3 separate regions of the Sus scrofa genome follow, and regions 1 and 3 are each linked to region 2. The links are chromatin contacts, called in public Hi-C and HiChIP or PLAC-seq maps. All regions are on one chromosome and are shown on one strand. Each heading gives the region's core, a stretch centred on a gene start, on an enhancer-like site or on the middle of the called end of the contact. The rest is flanking DNA. Distances are from core to core; before and after follow the strand shown.

Region 1 (3,319 bases), core at 615-3,114, 370 kb before region 2:
CCACAAATAAGGAGGTTGTTTCTGGGAAGGTGATACCCCATACATTGTCATTAAGCATTGAAACCAGTACTCAGAAAATAAAAGCATTGCAGTGGCAGTATTGTTTAAGATGGTGCATCATGGTGACGAGGTCTGGGTATGGCAGAGAGTCACAAACTCTGGTCCTTGAAGGTTGGCATTCCCTTCACTTTCTCTGATTGGCTCCTTTGAGAGATGTTAGCCCTTTTGTTTTCCCTCCATCTCTACTGACCCTGGCTATTCAATTCTCACAGTGAGAGAAGGTACTCCTAGAATTAGAAATGACAAGAGAGAATCTACAGTCATGATGAAACTTTTCAGAACCTAGGAACCTCTTGGAAATGAGTGAGTGCTGAACACTGTGCCCTTAGTACTCACAAACAGGAATTAAATAGTTTAATAAACAGTGCATGTCCCATAAATGTCCATTCTCCATCTTCCCAACCATTAACAAAATAAATAGGGCGATGTTAGTGTGGTTTGAGGTTATCTGACTGGGGGATAGGCCGGGGACATTAGGGCACATACATGCCCAAGGAGATCAGAGAGGATGACCAGCACATACAAAGGAAGAAGTAAGGTTGTTCAATTATTTCATAACAAGAGATATGCCATTTGTGATGGTTCTTTGTGATAATTCATATTTTACTTGACTACTAACTCCCACTTCCCTTTCCTTAAGTCCTTTTTCTATAGAGTTTCTAGAACAGCAAAAGGGAAGTGGAAGACCTATAATTTAGAACAGATAAAACCTGAAGTTCATATTTTGGCTCTGCCTCTAATTAGCTGGGTGGTTGTAGACCAATCACTTAGTTTTTATAGGTCCTAGTTTTCTTAGTAGTTCAGTGAAGAAATATTACTTATCTCTTTGGGGTTTTTTTGTGAAATAAAGAAAAGGATGTATGTTAAGTGCCTGGAATACACAAGACCCTCAAAATAGTAACTGTTATTTTCAGTCAAATAGAAATGAAATTATATTGATGCTCCAGTGAAGTTTCCCAATTAAAGATACCTAACCACTCTCCATAAAGGGAGAGCTGCACCTCATACCTGGTAATTAACAGCAGGTGTAACTGATTATAATTTTAACTTGTCATTTTTTTTCTAGGTGGATTTCTGACCATTTAAACAAAGTTGGAAAATCTAGAGAAAAAGAAAATCAGAAGTCCCATAGTATAGGGACTTACAAGAATCCAGATTTGATCATAGATAAATTGTTGTTAAAAGAATTTTTGTAAACACAGGGTTAAGATCCTTAGGAGGGTAGTTGATCTGTTTCACTTTATCATTTCTTGGTTTCTTAAACCCAGTGACACAAACTGTGCTGCCCTCTTAGCCTGGGAAATCCCTAAAGCGGAAACTGGGGGAGGAGGAGGGGAAAAGAGCCCCTTTGTGATTTTCTCAAAATGAATCACCAGTGATTAGAGCCAATTCAGTTTTGGATTCGTTCAACTATGTCACCTTGAAAAGTGGAAGCACCTTTGCCTTTCCCTTTTCCTTTCTTTGTTCTGCAGCCAGCCACACCCCCTTGGGTCCACCACACCCCCTCACCTCTTACACAAAGACCTTCAGAATTGGGCCATTTCAGCAGCCTCCATGGAGAAGAGACCTGGGGGACCTCTCCCCTCCACTCCCAGCCTTCAGTCTCCTCTGGCAAGTGCTAGTTGACTCAGTTTTCCCTCTGGGTGATTTTGGAGTTTTGCTTTTCCTCTCTTTCAGTAACTTCCCATTAGCTAGGTAATAATGTTTGCTCAATGGAGTTAGCAGATGCCTACGTGGGTAAAACTACTACTGTTCATGGTGAAGACTCTGAGAGTCCTTGGTTAATTGTTTTAATGGCAATAAGCACTCTTCGCACATGCCTTGGTATGCTTTCATGTTGGCTAGAACACCCAGGAAGATGACCTAAGCAAACAAAGGCATCTGGTGGGATTAGATGGGGAGAGGCTCCTGTCATGGTCTGTTTGGACCCACTTAGGGATGTGGAGGGGGGAGGAGGAGCTGTGATCTTCCTTCCCCTTTTCATGTTTTCCCTCTGTTCCAGGGAGCAGAAAACAATAGTGCTTTAAGGAGGGCAAAGCTGATGCTTGGACAGAGTTTTTATTATTTATTTATTTTAATTTTTTTTATTTTTTATTTTTTGCTTTTTAGGGCCATAACTGTGGTATATGGAGGTTCCCAGACTAGAGGTCGAATAGGAGCTGTAGCCACTGGCCTACGCCACAGCCACAGAATGAGAGATCCAAGCCATGTCTGCGACCTCCACCACAGCTCATGGCAATGCTGGATCCTTAACGCACTGAGCAAAGCCAGGGATCAAGCCCACATCCTCATGGATACTAATTAGATTCGTTTCCCCTGAGCCACAACGGGAATTCCCTGAGACAGAGTTTTTAAATTCAGTTCTCCCCGATTTGATTCAGCCAACCACGCCTGAGCTCCAACTCTGGGAGTTATGAGGCTGGGTTAGGTCCTAACCCTGCCCCACCTGGAGCTGCCTCCTTGAAATAGAGATGGACATGAAGAAGCCTATGTTACAGCACACCTGCCTTTTCCACACGCCAGCCTGGTGCTCCAAACCCTGACTGAATGAACACACCCCACTTTCACAGATTTTTTTCCTTAAAACCATATCAAGAGGATATCACTCACTCACTACTTTTCTTTAAAATGACTTTCTGTCTCTCTTTTTCACTTAGCCTCATTCTCATCCATACACTCTGCGAAATCCAGCGTCTGATGTATTAGTTACATGGTTACAAATGCACATGAAAATAAATGCATAAGCAAGTGGACCTGTTCCCCCATGTACCACATACCTACTGCACCTCATATATCCTCAGTGGGGTGGGATTGACCATTCATGAAGAATCACTGCCGTATGGCGCACTGCATGTAGATACTTGACAGAGCTCTTTGCAGAGCCCATCCCATGAAGTCAGAAAGGAGAGGGAGGTGAGAGAGGTAGAAAGTTGGGGGAACAGAGGACTTGTCTGCAGATACTTTTTTTTTAAGTGGAATTTATTTATCTATCTATTTTGTGATTTTTATTTTTTCCATTATAGTTGATTCAGAGCTGAGATTGAAAGCATAAATGGGAGTTTGCTAGGGAATCCTAGGAAAAGGGGGATCCAGACAGAAATCGCAGAGAGTGCTAAATGTGAAGTATTAGGAAAAGGAGTAAGGTTGCTAAATGTGAAGTATTAGGAAAAGGAGTAAGGTAAGGAGTAAAAGATTTTGATTGTTGCATTCATTCAATAAGTATTTCAGGAATTTCTACCTTCAAACCTCATGTCTGTTT
Region 2 (3,262 bases), core at 58-2,557:
ACTGATTTAGAGCAAATTTAGTCCTCCCATCACCTCTGTGAACAGAAATCCTACTTGTCCCCAGTGTACAGGTGTGGAACTTAAGGGCCCCAAAGAGTTCATAAACTCTGGTTAGCAAGTATTTATGGAACCAACATGGAGAGGAAACCTCCAAGTTATACCTAGTCCTGGAATTTTTTTTTTTTCTTTTTAGGACCACACCTGCAGCATATGGAAGAACCCAGGCTAGGAGCCTAATTGGAGCTGCAGCTACCAGCCTACACCACACCACAGCAAAACTGGATCTGGGCCGTACCTATGACCTACGCCGCAGCTTGTGGCCATGCTTGATCTTTAACCCACGGAGGGAGGCCAGGGATCAAAACTGCATCCTCATGGACAGACACTGTGTTGGGTCGTTAACCTGCTAAGCCACAATGAACTTTCCTGGAAGTCTTAATTGAAGAGCTTGGACATAATATTTAGGAAGACTCTATCAAGTGTCTAGACATGTTAAAAACTATAACTGATAAAAATAAATAAATATCAAGCCCTTCCTCTCAAGGAGCTTACTGTTGTATTGGAGAAAAAAGTAACACAAAACAGTTGTGTGTGTGACTTTATCAGGGCTTATATCAGTATTTTTTTTTTTTTTTTTTTGCCACATCCACAGCATGCGGAAGTTTCCAGGCCAGATATGAACACACAGCAGCAACCTGAGCCATGGCAGTGACAATGCCAGATCCTTAACCCACTGCACCACAAGGGAACTCCCAGTATCAGTATTTCTGAATATCTACAAGGTACCAGCCATAATTTAGTCCTCTCTACACTTTTCTGAAGGAGGTGCTTCCACTTTACAGGTAGAGAAACCAACGTTCTTACAAGGTTAAAAAAAAAAAAAAAAAAGCTGAATTTACACTTAGGTCTGATTGAGTATGAGTCTCCGCCTCGCTGCTCTCCTTGACTTATTAAAGACCACTTTGACAAAGAACTCGATCATAAAGCTCAGAGAGGAAGCATTCACTCACTGTGAGCACGTTCATCCAGAAAGTACACTTTTACCTCTGAAACTTTCTTGGAGTAGGAAACCTCAAGTATTTTTTTAGATGACTTTGCGGAGTCATTTTTGAAAGAGAGAAAGAAACGGAGACAGATGGCCAGATGGCGAAAGCAAGAGAGACTCGCCGTTGCACAGACTCCTTGGAAAGAAAAAGGGAAACACCCGAGGCCACGTTTGGGAAGGAATCCCGGATCCAGGCTGGGAGGTCCGGGTTCCCCTGGCCCCTGAAGGAAGCGGCGGTGCGGGCCCCGCAGCCTAGAGCAGGTCGCGCGCGCCCTCTGCTGGCAGGTCCCGAGAAAGCGCCTCTCCTTTGAAGTCCCCGCCCCGCTGTGCTTAGGACTCGGCGTGCTCAGCGCCGCGGGGAGCTGAAGCCCAGGAAGCTTTGGCAGCGAGATCTTGTTAGAAAAATTACACTGTGGCATTTTGTTTCTGAAGGAATCTGATAATTGTGAGCAACATCAGGATTGCTGTGTTAGGGACGCAGAATAGCGGTGCTTGAGAGCGAGGACTTTGAAGTCAGGAAAATGTGCGTTGGGCTCTCCCTGTCTCCTGGAAAAAGTGAACCACCTGCGCCGGGCCTTAGTGTTACCGTGTGTACAGAAAACTCCTTTCAAAGAGCTCTGGTGAGAGTGGATGAGATGATGTACATAAAATGTCCCCCCTCCCCATGAATCCTCAGTCATTAGTAGCTATCGTAATTAATTAATATTTTTCTCCACCTTACCTTTGATGATAGTGTGGCCTTTGCTTGGGATGTCATGTGGACTAAAAATCTTTCTCATTGGCGGTTTATTCCAGGGTCGTTTCAGCATCAACCTTTATGGAACTGGCCTGTCTCTAGCTGAATCTGCCAGATGGATCTCTCAAGGGAATTATGCTGTCTCTGACATCAAGAAGTCCCCGGTAAGGTTACCAATGGGTTGGAGGATGGGTTTTGTTTTCTCTTTCTTCCTCTCTCCCTCCCCCTGAGGTAGTGATGCTAAAGGAGCAGGGTGTGCTTTTCCACTTTCTCAAACCATTTTACAAAGTGTCAGGGAGAAAATTGAGGACGGAAATCAAAGTTCAGCATGTACAGGTGACTGGAGCATAGTCTTACTTCCCTTCTGGTGAATTCTTCCCAGTGTGAACATGCGAAGCACTGGTGTGATTAAAAGGATGCCTAGGTAGGAAACAAAAGCAATCAGCAGCCTCAGCAAAGTGTGTGGCTCAGACTACACACTCAGTTAATTAGCCAACATGCCATCCACCTGTGAGAACTTAGGACAATGATGTCTGTTTCAGAAGAACTGAAATACAAATGGGGCTGTGGTCCTTCAATCAGGAGGGTTTCTGGAGAGTTTGAGAAGCACGCACAGGTTCTGCAAGTCTGTTTTTCATGCTCCAGCATCTTGTTGCTTAAGGGTGTGTCCCTGCAGAGCGTCCACCTCAACCAAGAGCTTGTAGACAATGCAGTTTCTGGGGCTTCAGAGCAGGATCTTTGCCAGGACAGCTGGCAAAGTTCTGGTCAATGTGCTGTTTCTCAGCCTGGGCGTGTGTTGGAATCACGTGGGAGAGTTTAGCATGCATGTGCCCAGCCCCTCCCAGATGCACTGATGCAGGGGGAGAAGTTAAATTCCCCAGGTGATGCTAATGTATAAGCCTGGGTGGAAAGCATTGTCCTTCACAGTCTTTTGGGAGGCTCCAAGAATGTGGGGCCAGAGCTTGACCCCTGGGCAAGGAAACTTACCAGGGTGTGGCCTCTGGTCCCAGTCCTGCATTAGCCATGACCTCTGCCCACAGGGTCTCCAGAAATGTGAGTAAGAGGCAGGGGAGAATAAACTAGCAAGTGGGATATTATTCCAAGGTGGGGTTGCCAGACAAAATACAGGTACCTGGTGAAATTTGAATTGCAAATAAATAAGGAAGACTTTTTACTATATACCTGTCTGAAACATTGTATAGGACATATTGTTCTTGAAAAAGTGTGTGTTTTCTGAAATTCACATCTGACTGGGCATCCGATATTTTTATTTGCTAAACCCTATCAAAATTGGGGAGTTCCCGTTTTGTCTCGGTGGTAAGGAACCTGACTGGATCCATGATGACGCGGGTTTGATCCCTGGCCTCGCTCAGTGGTTAAGAATCCGATGTGAGCTGAGGTATAGGTCACAGACACAGCTCAGATCTGGCGATGCTGTGGCTGTGACATAGACCGGCAGCTGCAACTCTGATTCGACCCCT
Region 3 (2,853 bases), core at 346-2,845, 430 kb before region 2:
TTACACCCCAGCATGGCTGATCAGATCAATAATACTCCTTAAATTGCTGGGGAATCTGAGTTGATGCTTAGAAGCAAAATTCTTTCCTCCTCATTTCAGTGAAACCAATCAGCCATGGACCTCCAAGATGACAAAATTAGCAGAGTTGTGGGGTCAGGCATTCCAATTGTCCTTCCAGGGAAGAGAAACATCCTTGGATTCTGAGAATCTCAGCCTCTTAAAGTATGAAGGAAATTTAATCCCCAGGTTTTTAACTTTAAGTGGAATATTGGGCTCCTCCAAGCACTCGATTCAAGCTATTCAGGCATCTGTGTCCCCAAACATACATACAAGAAACTTTGTGTAGTTAGATCCTATTCACAAACTTATCTTTGTCTTTTTAAGTGAGGAGATAAAGACCCAGGAAGGTCAAGTCAAATACCCAAGTTCACTTAACCTCTAACCTGATCCTCTTCAAATCATTCATCCCTGCCTCTTGAGAGGGCTGAGGTAACCTCAGGTCTTCCTCAGCTCTTTCTAGAAATACTAGTACCTTCAGTTTCATTCATCTATTCAGTAGTATTGGGTAACCCTTCCATGTGTCAGGCACTGTGTTATGCATTCTTCTTTCCCATAGTGCAGGTGTCTACACCAAAGAAGAATCAATTGATGGGCTTAACTTTTGATCTTTCCAGTTGGTAAAGTTTCAGAGAACATTGTTTTTGTCCTATGAAGATAACAGATCTCTAACACAGTTCTGACTCTACTCAGAATCATTAATGTTCTTCCATTGTTCCTAAGACCAAAGCCATTCCCTGCCTGATGTTGAAGGACCATGCATACATGGGAAATGATATCCAGGCTCATCTTCCCAGAACCCCTTACTCAAGACAAATCATTAAAAAAAAAAAAAAAAAAAAAAAAAAAAAAAAAAACAGATTCAAGCCATATTTTCCCAGAAATTTACCATTGTTCTTTTCATTTTTCAAGTCCTGGGTAATATCATCCTTCTTCCCTGCATCCTTTTCTGCTTAGCTAACTTAAAATCCTCCTCTTTCTCTTAATTCCTACAGCTCATATTGCTATGCCCAATTGGGGGCTAGTGGTTAATCATCCTGCATCTCTTCACATATATATGACTTAGCATTGAAGCTTTTTGAGGATGGCTAGCCTGTCAATGGTTCATTATATATCCTCCCTCATTTAATGGATTTGTTCAAATGAAGACTAGTAAAAATGGTCTCCCTTCAAAAGATTCTCAAATTACTTCTATTTTTAGTAGTTGACTATTAACAGAAAGCCCAGTCCATTCACATATTGAAATCCTTGAAGCTGCCTTGAATGTGGATTCCCTTGGCCAAGAATACTCTCATTTTAATTTGCTTCCAGAGTCCAGAAAACCTTGGAAGGCTGCCTTATGGGGTGATGGAATGAAAAACCAGATCAAACCAACCAGACATGGGCTTCTTCTATACATGAACGTTCCACAGCCCAAGACAGCAGCTCCCATTTCACTTCTTGGCCCCTAACTGCCTCCTGGTTATAATTAAGTACTTCAAAGTCTTCTAAACACCCTTTTGGAAATGACTACCCCAAATACAAAATGATGTCCAAACGGATGTAAATCATCACACAGCAGGGAGGGAGAGGCATGGAACACGGTGACCAGCGCTTGGACTAATCAGAAAGCCTAGTCTCTTGATGAGGATTTTTGTTTTCTCATTCATCGTCCCTCCAGCCACTGAATTCTCAAGTGGCCAATTTGCTCCCTATTGGTAATCAGCTAGTTATTTTTACTCTCATGTCTCTCGCTGGGACTGTCAGACTCTTTGGAACCATTCATCACCCACAGGGGCCTAACCCTTCTGTGGCGGGAAGTGGGGGAGGGAGGCTATTATCCTGGAACAGATAAGTAGAAAACTCTTTTGCCATTTATATTCATTTTTTAAACAATGATTTCCCTGATGAGGTAAGTTAAATAATGATACAACTGGGTAAGAGTGAAACAATGAAAGCTTCACGGGTAAGTGCATTAGGCAATGGAAAAGGTCTCCAGCTGTGAATTCTGTGACTCTGAAATAACTTGTTCTTAGATTGTCTTTACAACCCCGCAAAGAAGCATCATCTTACATTCATGACTTACATTTGCAGCTGCCTCTGTGAAAATTATAAACCCAGGAAGGAGAGTTTGAAATATGTATAAGGCGTTGGTGGTTATTCCAAGCAACTGCAGTCCACCAACCAGGAGGAAGGTAGCCTTTGAAGGTTTTTTTTTCAGTAAGTTTACACTTTTTAAAATTGTAGTTGATTTACAATGTTACTTCAATTTCTATTATACAGCAAAGTGACCCAATCACACACAGTTTCCTCTGCTGTACAGTAGGGCCCCCTTGTCCAGCCATTCCAAATGTAGCAGTTTGCACCTGAGGCAGGAAAGTTTGGGCTTTTCTTTTTTCATTGGTTCCCCCAGGTCCTCTCAATTAGAGCCTCTCTCTTTGGTTTGTCTGTTGTCTCATTTTTCTCTAGCAATCACTGTCTCTGTCTGTCTCTAATGACAGACAGTTCCAAATGCAGTTTTAGGGATTCCATTTTTCTGAGTTCGCTACTCTTGCAAATGAAACCCTAGTGTCAGTACATTTTCTCATTAGTGAGTATCTCATTGGATCTCCTCTTGGATCTCCCTCAGTCCTTCAGAAGAACCCAATATCAATCCCTCAAGGCTGGCTGTGCTCACTGGAGTTCCAAGTTTACATTTCTGAAGTCCATGTTCAGCCTTAACAAAGATGTTAGTGTGACACAAATTGGCATTTTCTTGGCCCTTCCTTTGCTCATAATTTCATTTCTTGGAAGGAAGCTGAGTGGTGAACAGCCCTT

Evidence for each region. Hi-C and Micro-C count contacts between places; a contact is called where the count stands out from the background. HiChIP or PLAC-seq counts read pairs in DNA pulled down with a chosen protein or histone mark.
Region 1: a contact with region 2 is called in a Hi-C map of retroperitoneal adipose tissue, with 2.7 times the contacts expected there. The contact joins two enhancer-like sites. A contact is called at or near these places in 2 of 47 Hi-C or Micro-C datasets (omental adipose tissue and retroperitoneal adipose tissue) and 1 of 2 datasets of contacts at active chromatin or transcription factors (skeletal muscle).
Region 3: a contact with region 2 is called in an H3K27ac HiChIP or PLAC-seq map of skeletal muscle, with 8 times the contacts expected there. The contact joins two enhancer-like sites. A contact is called at or near these places in 8 of 47 Hi-C or Micro-C datasets (embryonic fibroblasts, epiblast stem cells, fetal heart ventricle and 5 more) and 1 of 2 datasets of contacts at active chromatin or transcription factors (skeletal muscle).

The regions. Positions count from the first base shown.
Region 1 is chr13:46,419,421-46,422,739 of Sscrofa11.1, reverse strand. The region is part of intron 3 of LOC106505633 (a long non-coding RNA gene); the gene reads right to left. Among named protein-coding and RNA genes, the nearest start is that of ADAMTS9, 210 kb to the right of the region's middle. Within about 2 kb of position 1,864, at least 6 of the 83 cell types and tissues checked have an H3K27ac peak or open chromatin away from gene starts, as enhancers often do. A contact at or near this core is called in retroperitoneal adipose tissue and skeletal muscle, where this site is marked.
Region 2 is chr13:46,045,731-46,048,992 of Sscrofa11.1, reverse strand. It overlaps ADAMTS9 (A disintegrin and metalloproteinase with thrombospondin motifs 9), which reads left to right. Exons shown (of 40, transcript XM_003132298.6): 38 at 1,841-1,945. Among named protein-coding and RNA genes, the nearest start is that of PRICKLE2, 79 kb to the right of the region's middle. Within about 2 kb of position 1,307, at least 16 of the 83 cell types and tissues checked have an H3K27ac peak or open chromatin away from gene starts, as enhancers often do. A contact at or near this core is called in retroperitoneal adipose tissue and skeletal muscle, where this site is marked.
Region 3 is chr13:46,473,048-46,475,900 of Sscrofa11.1, reverse strand. The region is part of intron 5 of LOC106505633 (a long non-coding RNA gene); the gene reads right to left. Among named protein-coding and RNA genes, the nearest start is that of ADAMTS9, 270 kb to the right of the region's middle. Within about 2 kb of position 1,595, at least 9 of the 83 cell types and tissues checked have an H3K27ac peak or open chromatin away from gene starts, as enhancers often do. A contact at or near this core is called in skeletal muscle, where this site is marked.